Regions from separate parts of the Mus musculus genome. Here region 1 is linked to region 2. Evidence: chromatin contacts called from public promoter capture Hi-C data. All regions are on one chromosome and are shown on one strand. Each heading gives the region's core, a stretch centred on a gene start, on an enhancer-like site or on the middle of the called end of the contact. The rest is flanking DNA. Distances are from core to core; before and after follow the strand shown.

What was found. Promoter capture Hi-C pulls out the DNA fragments that hold promoters and counts their contacts.
Region 1: a contact with region 2 is called in a promoter capture Hi-C map of liver, with 1.6 times the contacts expected there. The contact joins the promoter of Rrh here to the enhancer-like site in region 2. A contact is called at or near these places in 3 of 39 promoter capture datasets (embryonic stem cells and liver) and 2 of 115 datasets of contacts at active chromatin or transcription factors (embryonic stem cells and memory CD8 T cells).

What each region holds. Positions count from the first base shown.
Region 1 is chr3:129,820,814-129,825,875 of GRCm38.p6, forward strand. Rrh (retinal pigment epithelium derived rhodopsin homolog) reads right to left here and starts at 1,692. Exons shown (of 7, transcript NM_009102.3): 1 at 1,564-1,692. The coding sequence starts at 1,669. Gar1 (GAR1 ribonucleoprotein) reads right to left here. Exons shown (of 7, transcript NM_026578.3): 6 at 4,735-4,803; 7 at 4,099-4,396. The coding sequence ends at 4,383.
Region 2 is chr3:129,501,779-129,507,035 of GRCm38.p6, forward strand. No RefSeq gene overlaps it. Among named protein-coding and RNA genes, the nearest start is that of Elovl6, 28 kb to the right of the region's middle. Within about 2 kb of position 3,348, at least 2 of the 459 cell types and tissues checked have an H3K27ac peak or open chromatin away from gene starts, as enhancers often do. A contact at or near this core is called in liver, where this site is marked.

The DNA.
Region 1 (5,062 bases), core at 442-2,941, 320 kb after region 2:
AAACGGTAAGTGGAATGATACTTAAGTGCGCCTTTTCCTCAGCTCAAAGTGTTCATTCTTATTTGGGAGCTCAGTGGGTTTTGTTAAAGGAGGAAACTGAGGGGATAGGAAGACTACAGGATACTCGACACACACAGAACAAATGCAGGAAGAGCTTAGATCCACTTCCTTCAGTCCTCTACGAGAAAACATACGCAGAGAACGCATGCTCCGATGTTTCCTAATAAAACTGACCGGTGCAGTCACATGACAGCCCTAACAAAAGGCCTCTGTTCAGAGCCACGCAGCCGCTCAGCTCTTCATCTGTATGAACTAGGAAAACAAAACAAAAACGCAGCTACCAGAGTTCCTTAGGAAATTTCCTTCCCATACTAATCTCATGACCAGTTTTTTTGTTTGTTTATTGTTGTTGTTGTTTTAGTGTTTGTTTGTTTGTTTGTTTGTGACAGTCTCCCTATGGAGCCCAGGTGACTCTGGAATCCTTAGCAATTCTCCTGTTCCAGGCTTCAAAATGCCAGATTAATGTTAGATTTCCCCTGTCACATATTTAATGGAGCCAAAACTTGTATACAGTGCCTCTGTGTAGTGTAATTCTGGAATTGGGGGCTCACTTTTTGCCTCTTACCACCCAGAAGTATTCAAATGAACTAGTTACGGTACCACTAAAATTAAAAGGAAATTGTTATCTATAGCCCACGTCAACTATGAGGTAAAAATAAGTAGTTATGAAGACACATGGAGATATATTTCTCACTGTTTTTGGAAACACACTTGAATTTTTCATAAATGTCAATCCGAAAAGCAATGAACCCAACATAACAGTTACTAAAACTCGCCACTTCTGTGAAGTTTGAGATCAAGTAATTGCTGGTTATAAAAGTCACACCGGCCACTGGTACAGTTTCTGTCATTTCTCTCCTTTTCAACAAACAAGCCTTCATCTCAATCTGATAATTTTATCAACAAGAGCATACCTTGTACCCATGTCCCTTAGGGGCCTTGATTATATATACTCTTCATAAGGAGCTCAGTGGATCCCTGATTCTTATCTTCATTTTGCAAAGGAGACCGTGCAAGAGTAAAAAGCTGAAATCCCTTGGGCCCACTTTCAAAGCTGCCGCCTCCCGTGGCTGCCTGCGGGAGGAGCTGAACTTACACACCAGATCTGCAGCCTCTATCTTTTGCTTTAAACTTCAGCGTTTCCTCTAGTACGTTTTAATCGTGAGCTATTTCCTACCAAGAAAACTGCAAATTATGCATGAGAGTCATAAATGATAGAAAGCATGCTTTTAACCACGATGCACACTCTGCTCATGAATTTAAGGTAAAAACCAAATATACGGACAAGTTTTATTTTAAAGCTTCATTTGATACAAAGTTTTCTTGTCCCTCTTTGCTCAAAAACCTTCCGTCAGGAAGCAGCATATTTTCCCATGTCCATTTTCTGATTGTTACAACCCCAGCCCACCCCATGTTTGAGCTAGCCTGCATCCTGCACCCTTGTGCCCACCACCTCAGTTCTTCTCCCACCCGAGAAGCAGGTCACTGAATAAACACCCGTACCTGCCACAATCAGGTAAGCCGCTATGACGCTGTGCTCAGTCCTTGAAAAGACAGAACCTTCGCTCCTAGAGCCCGAGCTGTTAAAATCCGAAGCCTCACTCAGCATTTTGGAAAGTCAAGACCACCTTTGAAGCAGCCCTCAGCAATGGTGATCGGTCAAGAATGCTCTTTCAGAACAAATCATTTCCGCTTGTAGACCTCAAAGAAAGGCCTTTTCACAAAGACTGTCCATTAATACATAATTGGGCTGAAGAGGAAAAGATTTTAATTCTTAGAATGAGAGAAAAATCTCCTTAGTAAAACAAAGAAATTCCAACCGCCTCACATCTTAAGCACTTTAGGTCCAGGCTTGTATTTATAAGCAGATTACCAAGTAAACACATCCTAGTCTAGCAAAAAAACCACAGGCAAACCCAACTCCAAAAGCAGTCCCTGAAATGAGCTGTTCCGTTATCTTCTGTAGCTATTCAGGTGAGGGACTGCACCTTTGTACTAGAGATCCAACTGTTAACACATTACACACTGGTTTTTTTTCATCTCAGGTCCGTGTGTGTGTGTGTGTGTGTGTGTGTGTGTGTGTGCGCGCGCGCGCGCACGCAAACATGTATTTTCCTTAGCAATAACACTATCAACTCCCATACTTCTAAATCCCTGGATGAATGACACCAATATTGCCTGAGCTAAGAGTTTGAGGTTCTTGCCACTTCTTTCTTTTTAAACAAAAATGAGGTCATCTGTTATATGTAACCAGTATGTCTGTCTGTAACGCACACATGATGAAGCCTGTTCCCCCTAAATACCATCCCATAAAACCCAGTTCGGCTGTAATAGCCAAGTGTTAAATGTTCTACAGCATGGATACACCACGCTCTATGCCACCTTGGTTAATTCTGTATTTTGACATTCACGAGCTCACATTAGTCAACCACTCAACTTAGCAAGGCCACGATAATCCTGATAGTCCGTATGGACACATAAAAACCTAGTGTGAACATGCACAGTTAGGATAAAGAGGAACCTAGGCTACCTTTTAACATCATAATTCCCAAGTTTAGACAGTAGAGCTTCAAAGCAAGGCTCAAGTCACAATTTCTGTATAGTCTAATAGAACCACTAGAGGGCGTATCTGCTCATCACGGGTTCTCTAGAGGCCTTCTTAGTTGCAGTTTTCAGTCTAGGGAACAGGGTGGCCTACCTGACCAGTACTCCAGTGTTCTAAAATGTGAATACCTTAAAAAGAACTTACACCAGGAATCTGAGCCTACTGTGTAAATCTCAGTACCTCAAAGTTCGGGTAGTGGGATTGACTTGAATTTGATTAGAACTGAAATCTTTCAACCAAACCCCAGAGACACAGGGGAGTGAGACACAGCAATGTTTAACTAGTTACGTAGCGTAAAAGGGAAACCACACTATATAACCCTAACAGCCGAGGTCAGCCATGGCTACACAGAATCTGAAGTCAGTCTGGGATATCAGTGTGCAATGTCCAGGTGGTCTGTACACCGACTTCTACAATCTTTCACCTCTGTCACCTTAACAGCCCTTAGTAAGGTTGCACTGGTCCTTGGCGCTAATGCCCTTCCCAAACTCATGTGTGAATGAGAGTGTGCCCTTAGGCTCATGTCTGAGCACTTGGTCCCTAGTAGTGGAACAGTTGGAAAGGATTGGAGGTGTGCCTGTGCGAGTGTCACTGAGAGCTAACTTCAGCGACTCTTCAGTCCATGCCATTTCTACCTGTGGACCCAGACCGAGATGTGAGCTCTCACCTGTTCTGGCCTCCAGGCCTTTACTTTGGCCTCCAGATCACAGCACTGATTCCATTAAGAAAAGTGGGGAGAACTCAGGCACAGGCACAATTACATGCTACTAAAACAAGTACTTAAGAACCAGTCACTCCTGCCACAGCAGCCATCCATGAGAAGTAACCAGTGAGGGAGAAACAGTGCCAGCTGGCACACGGTTCCATGTTGAGCTGGCCGCGCTTATTTCTTGACAGCGATGGAGGCCAAAGCCAATCTCATCTAGGACATGCCTAGCCAGGAACTGGAACATGTGACAGGTAGTCAAATATTTACTTAAAATGAAGACATGTCAGTCTTCCATGTAAAAAAAATTCTTCAGAAAACTTTTAATAACCCACATTTAAATTTCTACCCCTAAATTTCTTGGACTATAGTTTTCACATGAACAGAGCCACTCAAATCTTAATGGACTTGTAATAAAAAAATGTTAAATACTTACTAACTGAAATAGCTTTATCCTGTGTCCTATAAAACACAAAAGTGAAACACAGCAAACACAGCTGGTGAGCCCCTGTCCGAAGGCGGGGGCCATGCTAATTCTAAAGCACTGTTCCAACAGGCTGACTTCACTGAGGACGGACGACACCTTTGTTGCTTTGTAGGATCACTGTATATTTTAGACAAATGTCACCCTACCCTACCCACCACCAGAGTTTCTATCTGTAACCCAATGGGTTTAAGCTTTGCTCTTTCTTTCAAACTTCAAAAAATAGGTTCCGTTCAATAAACGTAAGTTAAGGAAATAAAAAATTTTATTTAAAAAATCCAAATATGCTTCAAATGAAAAGTCCTGTCTTCTCTAAGCACCCACAGAGTGCCAGGTTCTGTACAAAGCGGGGTTCTCCTCTCTGAGCAGAGCTAACTGCCCTGCTCCCCTTGTTTCTACGCGATGCTGCTGACTCAGCTCCACTGACGGAATGGCCTCCTCAAGACTGCTCCAGACACAGACGTCAACCATAGCAGAAGCAGGCCACGCAGCGGGAACACAAGTGGTCAGGTCTGCCAACTGGACAGCTAATGTCCCCTTCCTGATAAAAAAATAAAATAAAAAATAAGCGGGTTTGCAACAGTGCTAGTATCCAGACTTGAACCTTAAAATCAGCAGGGATTCCTGTGATCCTCTGTACATTTACATTACCAAACAAACACTACTGCCATTTGTATTATACATTTGCTTCAAATTACTAACACAACACAGGAACCTGCTGAAGAACTAAGAGAAAGCAATAAAGAGTTGTGTAGTAAAGAGCCATAAACTAAGCCAAGAATATCAGTGTTCTCCATGCTTGCTGGTGGAGGGAAATAAACAACAGAGAGTATCAAGCTACAGTTCCAATTGTTTAAAGACATCTCTGGTCACACTCACCTCGGAATCCGCCACCTCCTCTTCCTCCTCTGAAGCCCCCACCTCCTCCTCTGCCTCCTCTAAAACCACCTTAAAAAGGAAACAGATGTTAATTATAGCCTCTCATTTTCTGATAAACTGTAAAGATTCTACAATTCCTATAATCATAAAAATTAAATATAAATTCATCTACTATATTTTTACAAAACCTTTTAAAGGATAAAAATAGAGAACTTGCAATTTCCCCAGTGGGGCAGTAAGGCACTAAGACTAGCCCCTCTTCCATTTCTCACATTTGTTTTCCATGTGTGCTTGCATGTGTGACAGCATGTACATAGAGATCACTGCA
Region 2 (5,257 bases), core at 2,098-4,597:
GTCTAGTCCATTTTAAAAGGTGACATCAGGCTCTGGCTGGTCCTAATCGTCTGTCCCTGTGATACATCTTTCTGAGACAGCAGGTGAGCCGCTGCATCAGATGACAGGCACACTGTGAAGTACTTTGAACAGCGTTAAGGCAAGGGGTCGACCTGAGAGCAATGCGCTGCCTTAAACGTGCAATTCTTGGCAGAGTTTGTGCGAACTATTTGGGTCGCAATGGGAGCGAAGTGAGCATCTTCGTTACTTTTCTCGTCACTGCGACAACACACATTTTTAAAAATGTGAGGAAGAGTTTCTTTTCTCTTCCAGTTTAAAGGTACAGCCAGTAAAAAGACAGAAATGCTCGGGAAACCCAAATATGAAATTATGCAACAAAGGAAACTTTCAATGTCAAAAGAAAAGCTCAGAGGAAAGCCAGATAAGGCAGATCATACAGAGGACAGACTTATCAGGACATAAGGGTTGACGTTCTTCAGACCAAGACTACAGGGTCTGAAGAATTCTTTTTTTCTTTTTTAAGATTTATTTATTATATGTAAGTACACTGTAGCTGTCCTCAGACGTCCCAGAAGAGGGCATCAGACTTCATTACGGATGGTTGTGAGCTATCATGTGGTTGCTGGGATTTGAACTCAAGACCTTCGGAAGAGCAGTCGGTGCTCTTAACCGTTGAGCCATCTCTCCAGCCCCGGTCTGAAGAATGCTTATACCTGCCAAGAAAGGTTCAACTAGAATTGGGAACCCTGTTCTGAAAACGTGTAGTTTATGACAATTGCTAAGGATCTTCCATTAAGAATATTTAGTAAGGAGAAGCATATTTTACAGTGGGGAGGGGCTTTGGGACTGCTCCTCTTAGCTAGAGCCTTTGGGGTTTCCCAGGCAGTATGTTGTGGGCATAGGAAACAGGGCTGGGAACTAAGCAACCAGAAGCGGAAGTCTTGCCACTATTCAGGCTGTTGATTGGTTCAGTTATTTCCCTGAGCATAGGACCATCTCTTGGCTGGGGCTGGCAGTCCATAATGGTGAGATGGCTAATCTTGGTTGTCAACTACATCTGGAATCAACTAAAATACACGCACTGGGCATTCCTACGAGGGAATGTCGTGAACAGATTGTTTGCAGTGGGAAGACCCACTCTTACATGTGGTTGGGATGATCTGGTGGCAGCCCAGAGTAAAGGACAGGGAAAAAGAAAGCGTTACCTCCGCTTGTTTCCTTTCACTCCTTCTGGCCGGGTTTGTCTACCCTGTTGCTGCAGGGTTCCATCACCAGTATTAAAACCAGCCTCTCTGGGCTCCCAACACAGACTGAAGACCAGGGATCTTCCAGCGCTTCAGTACCACACTGAGATTGCTGAACCATCCAACCTTGTGAGCAGCTCCTGGATTCTTGGCTTCTCCCACGTGGCGCAACCATTGCGGTGTCATGCATACAATGCGCACCACATAGTGCAAACCAATTTCATATTTTTATATTTTATTTTTCATATACTTTTTCATAGTCCTTCTATCAGTTCTGTTCCTTTAGAGGATCCTAATACAAATGGCTGAGTTGGGTGGCAGATGGCTTCTGATAGAGCCAAAAGTTGTTTGATCAGGGTATTGTAAGTCATTAGGAACCTATTTTTTCCTCCAAATAGATAGACAGGTGTGGGCACAAGGAACACACAAGCAAAGTCTGTGTGAATTCTAAGTCTCATTCCTGTCTCCATTGAAGAGCACCATGAAGAACAGTACTGGGGCTGACATGGAATTATCCAGGGAGGGCCCAGATCCCATGACCTCTGTGTGGTGTGCCACTGTACACCTGAAGAGTCCATGCCCTGCACTCTTTGAATCTAGTACTGTCGGTGAGATAGGTCGTCTCTGATTGAACAAGTAGAAAATGCTGTGAGATAGGTAGTCTGATTGAACAAGTAGAAAATGTTGTAAATCTGGTCTAGCAGTGCAGGTAAAGTCCATTGTCTCTGCACAGGAATGTTATAGAGAGGTCCTCAGCATTAGGGGCTGGCTTGAAGTAGCGTGATAGAAAGTTTGACGTAGTCTTCTGGTATCCTCTGGAGCTTGTGAGACTCGGTGTGAGACTCGGTGGAAGGCCCTCGAGTTGAGAGTTTCACAGACCTGCTGGGGCATGTAAGCCATTTACTCTAAATAAACTCTGGCATTTATTTAGAGGCCTCTGACCAAGAGAGCCATAGCTGCCAGTGCCCCAAGGCAAGGGGCCCAACTTCGTGCCACAAAGCTAATGACTTGGAAAGATAAGCACCTGAGTATTTCAAGGGCCCCAAAATGTGGATTAAAATCAGTGTGACTCTGCTTTGCTTGCGTACACAGAGACAAGCATTTAGTAAGAATAGGGAGAGGTGGAGGTGAATATCTGATTTAAGAGGTCCAGGGTCCTTGTCACCTCAGGCTTCCAATATAATAATGGCTTTTATTCTGGTCTCCTCAAGACAAATGGGAGACTTACGATGAGCTGAAGTGGGGAATTCAGACTCCACAAAATTCCCTTTTGTCTAGGAAAGCCCTTAGTTGTCCTAAGCCCGGGACCCTCCCAGTTGAAATGAGGTCTCCATAGATGCTGGAATGACTTCATGCTGAAGTCATGAATGATGCTCATGCTTACTTCAAATGACAAAACCTGGACATTTCATGGGGAGATTTTTGCCTCTGATGGAGAAACATTATGTCCACATGAGGCAAGTTTTTAAAAAGCTAGGACACTGTTTTGATCTGAACTGGGTTACAGACTAATAAATCATACTGACTGAAGAAAGCTACTTCCAGGGGGAAATTTAGGACATGTCTTTGCCTAAGGCCTGTCCAAAGGATGTGTAGTGGTTGGGGATGCTATCTCAGGCACTCCAGTTAGGTGCTGAGTAACCCAAATGGAAGGGTCCTGCCATTTGAAGGTAAATAAGGCATGTGAATGTAACTGCAGAAGAAAGCACCCTTAAACCAGGAGGGTGTGTGTGTGTGTGTGTGTGTGTGTGTTTGTGTGTGTGTAAATGGGAAGTATGCAGTGGATCAGGACAATGGTTACTTAGAGTCCTCGAGGTCCTATCCCATTTTATAGACATCCATTTGACGACTTCTTCTTCTTCTTCTTCTTCTTCTTCTTCTTCTTCTTCTTCTTCTTCTTTTTCTTCTTCTTCTTCTTTTCAGAACAAAGCAACTACTTTATTTCCATAAGGAAAGTAGAAAAAAAACGTGAAAGCTCTCAACAATTACCAAAGGAGAGGCCAACGTACTTCCTGTCAACCTACATGGGCCCCACTGAGCTATCAGTTCTCATGAGAAAGACTGGACTCAACACCCAAGTCAGATGTGGAACGGGGCAAAGCCTAAAGTACAGGATACTCCAAACTGCTGACAAGGCTTTGCAGTTAGCACACATGCTGCCAGCAGGAAAGGAACCGGCCACCGAGTCATAAACATTGCAAAGCAATCAGCACGGTATCTCAGACAGGCAAAACAGAAAATTACTTTCTGGACACAAAAGAGGAAAAATGAACCCAAGGCATACAATGCAAAATCAATACAGGACCAATCTAGCTTGAAACTAAGAGAGCAAGAGAAGCCTGAACCCAGGCCTTGCTGTGAGGACTGAAGGGCTACAAAGGTAGCTATTCTAGCTCCCCCGTGAAAGGCCTAACATTCCCCCAAGCACAGTGTCTCTCAGTGGGAACCCACACTTCTGTTCAGACATTAGTTGTTTCGGCCTTTTTCTCCTATCCCCAGGGAGACTATCATATATTCATACACAAAAAAAGTAAAGGTCTAGGATTTTCCACACTTTTTACACTACTGGTTATTATCAATATTTCATCTTGAAGTTTAAAATTGCACTAAACTCATGCACTAACCCCTAACATGGCACTACAATATGCTATCAAGCACTACTGCTTACAAAACTATACACATCTCAAAATGGAAGACATTGGTGATTTTGTTGTTCTTCAACAACTTGTAACACTTGTCCACAAGTATTAATATATATATTAATATATATATATATATATATATATATATATATTGCACATATCCCATTTTTGTTTGTGTGTGTGTGGCACATTTCCATTTATAGTCTTACTTGGGTTTTCTTCTTAATAGCAGCAAAAACTACCATTTTAGAGTTGTGCCTCCATCTATAGCTGTGCCTCCTCCCTTCTTCATGTAAGATGGCAGTTTTTCTTTTGAAGCACTGGAGCAAATGGGGGACACTTCCCTAGCAGTGACAGCCCCTGCCTGCCCAAGGGACAATTCAGCATCTAGGAGGTGCTCTCAACCACCAGCTGGCTTTGTCTTCTAAATAAAAATATAAGTGGCTGGGGCACTTGAAAAATGTGGGTTATAGTTTTGTTTCATTTTGAGACAGCCATTTGACTTCTTTACTGCCAAGACGAGGTTGTTACATGGATAGTTAGACAGACCCAGAAGCACAGTATTTAGGAACCTATCAGTGAGAGGGTATATGCTTTTAACCATAAAGTTTTAAAGGATTCTGGAACCTTCATGGAAAATTGTCAGGGTTCTTAAGGGCAATCTTGATAGAAGAAGCTGTTAGTCATCCAGGAATGGAAGTATCCCAGATTTCATTGCGGTAGGTCTATAGATCTATAGTAAAGACTTTGGAGCCCCAGCCAGTTCTACACTGTGACACGATAGTGAGGGAGACTCTGAAGTCTCGGGATGGCCCTACCTAGGATAGCAATGGAGAAGCTGTGTAGGATTTATTCTCAAAATGCACACAAGAAAAGTTGCTTTCGTACCTTACAGGTACAAGAGCGGTATGAAGAAGGCTAACAGAGAAGGGCAAGGGACAAAAAGACTGAGGAGAAAATGTGGTCAGGGTCCAAAAAGTAGCTTCCACATTGATAAGGAATATAATGTTGGTCCTACCATGTCTAGGGTTATTGAAGTGTCATCAACAAGCTACTTGATGGGGGTCTATGTAGCTTCACACTCCCATCGGGTCTCAAAGGAAGAGGAAATTATTACTTGCTAGGTTCCTCATAGTCCAGGAACAAAGTCAGGGGCCTTTGTCTTTTTTCAGGCCTCACCCTGGTAAAGGATGACCTTATCTCATGAGAAGAAAGAGAGAAAGAGAGAGAGAGAGAGAGAGAGGGAGAGAGGGAGAGAGAGAGAGAGAGAGAGAGAGAGAGAGAGAGAGAGAGAGAGAGAGAGAGATTGCTACTTTCTGTGGAGTCTCACTTTGCAGATTAAATATGGTGCGAGGGTAGGTTTATAGCTCC